Regions from separate parts of the Mus musculus genome. Here region 1 is linked to region 2. The links are chromatin contacts, called in public HiChIP or PLAC-seq maps. All regions are on one chromosome and are shown on one strand. The core of a region is the stretch at or near the end of the contact, and the rest is flanking DNA. Distances in the headings are between cores, read along the strand shown. Region 1 has its middle 35 kb from the start of Gm34596. Region 2 overlaps Aff3 (AF4/FMR2 family, member 3).

Region 1 (3,327 bases), core at 666-3,165, 270 kb after region 2:
TTGGTAAAAACAGGAGATGCTTTCTAACATTGATTACTTAGTTTGTACAAATGACACTCGGATGAGTTTACCACCGCTTGCTTGATCTGTGGACATTTGCCCTTCAGCTGTCGCTCTTGTAGTGCCAGGCCCCACGCTACCCACATCACCCTGTCTTGTAGGAGGATTGTTGTGCTTTGAATGGACAACTCTGGGAAATGCACATCTAAACACGATGGCATGTTTTGTAATTTGTAACATTTGAGTAACAAGGAATCACATGTAGAAAAAAAAGCCCTTCGTTATACTAATTGTTTTCTTTGGTCTCTAAAAAAATATAGCTGCTGTGTTATTTGATATCGTGTGATGTGTGTTCCTGGATATGAATACTAGAGTGTGTGTGTGCATTTGTGTGTGTGTGTGTGTATACATAATGTTCCTTGTGTGAATACACGAGCTACACGGATAGTGTTGTTAACTGTTGCATTAAGTTACGTTTGCATGAGGGAGAGTGGCCTTAGGCTTCCCACAGTCTCCTTTGTGTAGGTCCTGAAGTCACCGGCAAGGCCACCCTCAGATCCTCCCTGGGACCTTGACTTGGGTTCTTTCATTGAGGTATAGCTGGTGACCTACATGAGGTTCAGACATATTGCCTAAGACCACTGGGCCCAATTGGCATCACAGATGTATGTGAGAACATGTTTACCTCTAGATTGTGTCTTCTTTGCATGCCACACATGCATACACACACACACACACACACACACACACACACACACACACACACACACACGTTATGACCTTCCCTGGTTATGTTCCACATCTGCCTGTCCCATTATCTAGCCATGCACCAGGTCACGATTCTCTCTATGGAGCAGGCTAGGAATGCTCTCAACTGTCGGGCCCTGAGGCGCCCGAGTGCACAGTCCTAGGCTTCACCCACAACTCCCGAAAGTACCGAGACACAGACCCACTTACCTCTCAACACACTCTTGGTTTTATTTTTTTCCTGTTCCAAATAAATTGTTCGGCTTCTCTCTTCTGTGTACGGATCCCTCCTCGCTGGCAAGCGTTCTGAATGGCACTTTCTGCACAAACAGGAAGAGCTTGTGTGGTCACCACCCAAGTGTGCAGGTGTTGATAGAGGATGTGAAAGTGTGGAGGCGACGGACTACGGCAGACACCCAGCCCCCTGCTCCTACCCGCCCCAGGGCAGACTGGTAACAGAGCCTGGACACACAGCTTGAGAGATCTCCTGACAAGAACATAGATTGAGATACACAGTCATGGTGGCCAGGGGCAAAGGTCTGTTTCACTCCCACCTAACCCTAAAAGGAATGTTGAAAAAACATCCTGGAACATTCTAGAATCCCGTATACTCTTACCAGGTACTGATCTTAGTAGGCTATTTAGCATCCTTTTTTTCCTCCTCTGTATGTGTGTGTGTGTGTGTGTGTGTGTGTGTGTGTGTGTGTACATGCATGTGTATATATAGGTGCCTGTGCATTTACGTGGAGGTCAGGCACATACATTTCTGTCAATAGACACCATGACCAAGGTAACTCTTATAAGGACAACATTTAATTGGGGCCGGCTTACAATTCAGAGGTTCAGTCCATTATCATCATGGCAGGAAGCATGGCAGCATCCAGGCAGGCAGGGTGCAGGAACTGCTGAGAGTTCTATATCTTCATCCAAAGAAAGCCAAGAGCAGACTGTCTTTCTGGCAGCTAGGAGAGGAGGGTCTCAAAGCCCACCCCCCACAGTGGCACTTCCTCCAACAAGGCCACACTCACTCCATCAAAGCCATACCCATTCCCACAAGGCCACACCCACACCTACTCCAACAAGGCCACACCACCTAATAGTGCCTCTTGCTAGGCCAAGCATAGTCAAACCATCACACATGTGGAGATCAGAGGCTGACGTCAGAGGCTGATGTCAGCTGTCTTCCTCAAGTGTTCTCTCTACTTTCCACACTGAAGCAAGGTCTCTGGTTGAGCTGGGGCTTAGGTTAGTCTAGCTAGCCAGGTTGCTCCAAAGTTTTCCATCTTCACCTCCCTCTTGCTTGGATTATAAGTAGGCCCCTATGCCCATTTGGCATTTATGTGGGTGCTGGGAATCTGAACTCTGTCCATTATAGTCACATGCCAAGTGCTTTGCCCTTTAGCCAACTCCCTGAAGCCAGATTTAGTTTCTTGTCAAAGCTCTCCCGGATCTCCAACTGCCTGGACATCTAAGAAACCAGGACTAAAACTTAATCTAGCCTCTAGAGTGTAATGGTTTCCTAGAACTTTCCAGAACAAAGGCTCACAGGGGAAGGAGAAACAGTACCAGTGGAAAAATATAAAGATGTGAGAATATACTCCCTGAAGGTTTCAGCTCCTTATCTCCCATGCATCCGTCGGGGCTGGGCCTTCTTGTCTATCCTGCTGTCCCCTGCACACTCATTCGTCTTGACATTCTCCTGCTAACAGGGAGATTTCCAGAGGACAGGTAACTGTGCTGTCTGTCTGCTCATTCTCCTTTCTCCACAGTGTTTGATACTAGGGAGCATTTCCTCTCTTCTGGAACTTTCCCTTTGGCCACCATGACTCCACATTCTCCTGGCTTCTGTCAGGCCATTTTTCTCTCTCTCTGGCAGACTTCCATTCCTCAGCGACAATCTTGATTTGTGCTCTTCCCAGGCCCGGTTCTCCAGGCTCTTGGTTTATGTTCTCCATGGGTGGCCCCATAGAGTCTCTCCATGTTCCTTGCCAAGCCAGTGTCTGGCTGTTTACAAGTCTCTGCTGTTCTTCCTGAATGTCTCCCAGGAACCTCAGGATCAATGGATCAGAATGAGACTCTGCCCTCTCCATTCCTCACCCCTCATCACACAGCCTGTGAACCCTTCCCACTGTGTCCCCTCCTTGCCCCTCATCGCCCCTCTTCCTGCGTCTATGTCTGCCTTCTGCTAACCCAGCTTCCTCCCTTTTCACACCGAGTTTTCTTTATTTGAGCGCAGCCTTCTTTATGTATATATTGGATGGAATCCAGGGTCTAACTAGAGACTCCCCTGTCCCGTTACATAGTGTTACAGTTCTGCCGTCAGCCGTGCGGATTCCCTGGGCAGAAGTAAACCTTTCTCCTGTTCCCAAACCAAAACTGAAGAATTCGCCTGGATTCGTCCCTTTCCCTAAAAGCCTTCAACCTGTAATCAAAAAGTCAGTTCCATCTCTGAAACCACTCTGAGTGACTCCTCTCCTCTCTTCCTATACCTAGACCCTCACTTCAGGTCTCCTGTTCACTGCCTCGATCCCCAGGAGTATGCATGCCCTCAGTCTATAGGATAGGTTAGGTAGGTCACTG
Region 2 (3,553 bases), core at 325-2,824:
TCGCTCACTGTATGGACCTGAACTGTGGCAAAACCACTTTAAGAAGTGACTCAGAACATTCTACTGCTCCAAGAAAGACTATTCTTTGTGTTTTATTGTTTGACAAGCAATTTCAAAAGATTTTTTTTTAACACTTTTGTCTTACAAATTAGGGCCAAGTTGTAAAGAAACTAAGCAAGTATTTAAATTCCTCAGGGAAGTTCATACTAATGTTAAGTCTTTCCTATAATCAGTAATACTTTAGCAAAAAAAAAAAATTAGCAAATATCCTAGAACTATATGTTCTATACTGAGATTTCAAGTCAGCGTCATTTCTAACAAATCTGAAACGTCATTTCAACAGTAAGAACGAAGGCAGCTAACGGCTGTCAGTTCCAAAATAAAATGTTTGTTCTAGTCACAGGTTTACAGAGCTCTCCTCCAGAAGCACATGTAATGAATGAAGACACGCTGTTAGACATGCTGATTCACTGGGACACGTGAGTTCGAAAATGTATCTAGCAGGAGCCGTTCCAGGCATATGCAACAGTGGATGAGAACAGCGGCTTTCCCTGGGAAAATGAGTGTGCCCCACACTGCAGTCTGCACTGGCTCTAAGTCACATGCTCAGTAAGCTACTGCTTAAGGCAGACTCAGCTGGAAACTCTTCCCCTGGCAGCCAGGAGGGCGGTGGCTTCTGCACTGCAGTCCCACCTGCTGGGTCCTTACTCTGGGTCTTTGCCTTCTCCTCCCCCTGAGATCCAGTGCTGCTCTTCCTGAGGTGACAAGGGGACTACCGTGTACCACAGGGCTCCCAGAGAGTAGTAACCACCCAGGCCATTGCAAAAAAAAAAAAAAAAAGAAAAAAGAAAAAAAAAAGTCTGGCATTTTGAGGTGTGTTGTTAAATAACTGATTATGTATGCTCCAGGCTGACACACAGGGACTATCAAAGTGTCTCTCTGCTTGCACAGTTCCTTCATGGGGTGGCTTAGACATCCAAAGCCTCGGTCCTATACTTCAGGAACAGTTAGCAGCCCCCTCCTACCCTCCACAAACAGAAACAGTCAAAGCAGCCATGATGTGTCTTCTTCAGGCTGAAGGGAGTGAGGTAGACTAGATCCAAGGGTCTTGAGGTACTTGCGCAACAGTCAGTCGGATGTTTAAAAACATGCGATTGGTTTTTGTTTTGTTTTGTTTTTTTAACACAGTTGTTCCTGGGTAGCCACTGGGGATTGGTCCCCTGAAGGCATGCAGATCTGTAAATGCTCAAATCCTTTGTGTAACACGGTACGGTTTTTGTACAAAACCTACAAATGCCTTCCCATATGGTTTATGTCATCTCTAGATGACTAGAATACCCAACACAATGTGTTGAACAATGACTAGTGACATGGAGCAAGTCTAAGCATGTAAGCACAGATGTGGACATACTAGGTCTCACATCATGGCTCAGCACTGAGGCACGAGGCAGCGGACACCACACTTGAATCGCTGGAGAGAGCCTGGGATCTGTGAGGAGGTGGAGGCTGCAGGGGCCACACCCACACATCACACACACTCAGCGACAGCCTTGGCACACCATTCAGACTGTGGAGCTGCTTTCAGGACTCGTTCCTATGCTCCACAGGCCTGGGGAGCCTGTGGGAACAGAGGACTGGCTGTACTCTGCAGGGTATAAAAGAGCCCCAGGCTGCACAGTGGGAGACCTCAGTTTAAACTCTGCTCTGTGTGCTATGGCCTCTACCTCTCTCTTTCTACCTGGAAGACAGGGAGGGCACTACAATGAGGGAACACGGGTAACTCATGTGAAGGACACCCCAGCAGCACATGTTAAGCCAGGCTGCAGGGAATAGTGGAATAATTGAAGCATACTTCCAATCATGGAACTTGTTTAGCCTCGGATATTTCCTTTCATGTTTATGGGTAAAGGGTTCAGGACATGTCCTCTGAAGGTCTGTGAGTTTTCCTGACACTAACACAGTAGGCTTTGGGTGGAGGGATTTTCAAACCCAAATGATTGCTAATCTTGTTTCTTAAATATTCCTTCTGACTTACTACTTTGTTCTCTGGCCCTTTAGTTGAGTTTCCTGTAGAGGCATGTGCTTTTGCTTTTGATGTGGCACATACTTGAAAAAAAAAAACCTTATTAAACAGAGGAGCCCCATGGCACCTGGAGCTGACGCTCCATCCCCGGCCTACTCCGAACAAGTCTCCCTTTGTGTTCTTTTGTGCTAAAGTGATTAATCATCTTACCATCCAAGGGCTGCTGACAATCTTTCTAGATGATTCCGGCTACCGTGACCTCCACCCCCACCCCCCAGCATCAGCACTTGTCTCTCACACTCCTGGAACCTCTTCTTTATTCACACACAATGGGCCGGCTCCTCCTTTCATACAACAATAACCAGCTACGTTTACATCTCGCCTTTTTCCCTCCCGAGTTCGGGGCTCAGGTCAGGCAGGATGTAGTGATGACTTCAATGAGCAGGCAAGGAAATGAAAAGTTAAAAAGTCAAGATGATGAAGCCTGTTGGCAGAGCGGAGGGGGGCTCTCTCCCTAATGGAAGGGGACCTGTTGTGGCTTCTTTTCTGGGTTACATCATTCTCAGAACACACGATGCCTGGGGATTCTTTTCTCCATCTTCCCCTTTCCTCTGGTGAGCATCAACACTCTTCTGAGGCTCTGTATTTGAAGACCATGGAGGTCAGCCTTGGCCTCACCAGGCCCTTAATCTCTAATTTGGTTTTCTGAGACATGGCTGAGGTAGGACTCAGGAGCTGATCATTTAAAAACAAGTGTTCAACAGCAATTCTTGCTAACTTTAAACTTTAAAAAGCCCATCTGTTTTGTCCTCTTACAAGTACATACTGTTAAAATGAATTTTAAATGCATATTTAAAGAAATGACCCCACATATAAATTATTCCTTGAGATGGAAAAGCTAAACTTGGAGAGGAGACAAACATATGTAAGTAGTCTGAAACATGCTCATTAGGATGAAATACCACGGTGATTTCAAGTGTGGAGTTCATATCTGCAACAAATCTGTACTTGAAAATATTTACAGGTAGCCAAAGCCTAGAGTTTTAAACTGTTGTGTCATAGACTGATAATAAGAATGAAGTTTTTTTTTTTTTTTAAAACCCAGGGCTTTCTGTATCAGAGGCAGGGAATGAGTTTATCCTCTGCCCCCTCTGTTCTTGATATTTTAAAGCCAATTTCAGAAAAAATTGGCTTTCTAAGTTTTTTTAGTTCAAATGAGCTAAATATCTGTAAGATCAGATAGGTAAAGAATGATGCCTTATTTAAAATATATAATAGTTCCCAGAATAGATGCTCTCATCTTTCAAGTCTCTATCTCTTCTATCGTCAAGCTATCATTATCTATGTTAGAAATTATTTTTCAGAGATCTGTGTGCATACAATGGTAATTTGCATCAAATCAATGTAATTCCACAACCCTCAATTTGGAAAAAAAAAAAGTAACAGAGAACACTGTGTGTGGTTTTCATAATAAATACAAGTTTTAAATATGAGCCTTGAGCTGATCACTCTGGGTGGATGTTTTAATTT

The links. HiChIP or PLAC-seq counts read pairs in DNA pulled down with a chosen protein or histone mark.
Region 1: an H3K4me3 HiChIP or PLAC-seq map of the SCID.adh cell line shows a contact between it and region 2, with 13 read pairs. The contact joins two enhancer-like sites. A contact is called at or near these places in 6 of 39 promoter capture datasets (the C10 cell line, the HPC-7 cell line, cranial neural crest and 3 more), 2 of 484 Hi-C or Micro-C datasets (DN3 thymocytes and the G1E-ER4 cell line), 6 of 115 datasets of contacts at active chromatin or transcription factors (the 230-238 cell line, CD8 T cells, the SCID.adh cell line and 2 more) and 1 of 9 other capture datasets (embryonic stem cells).

Annotation. Positions count from the first base shown.
Region 1 is chr1:38,663,901-38,667,227 of GRCm38.p6, forward strand. No RefSeq gene overlaps it. Among named protein-coding and RNA genes, the nearest start is that of Gm34596, 35 kb to the left of the region's middle. Within about 2 kb of position 1,916, at least 106 of the 459 cell types and tissues checked have an H3K27ac peak or open chromatin away from gene starts, as enhancers often do. A contact at or near this core is called in DN3 thymocytes, the G1E-ER4 cell line, the HPC-7 cell line and 1 more, where this site is marked.
Region 2 is chr1:38,393,152-38,396,704 of GRCm38.p6, forward strand. All of the region lies in intron 5 of Aff3 (AF4/FMR2 family, member 3), which reads right to left. Among named protein-coding and RNA genes, the nearest start is that of Gm16150, 180 kb to the left of the region's middle. Within about 2 kb of position 1,575, at least 74 of the 459 cell types and tissues checked have an H3K27ac peak or open chromatin away from gene starts, as enhancers often do. A contact at or near this core is called in DN3 thymocytes, the G1E-ER4 cell line, the HPC-7 cell line and 1 more, where this site is marked.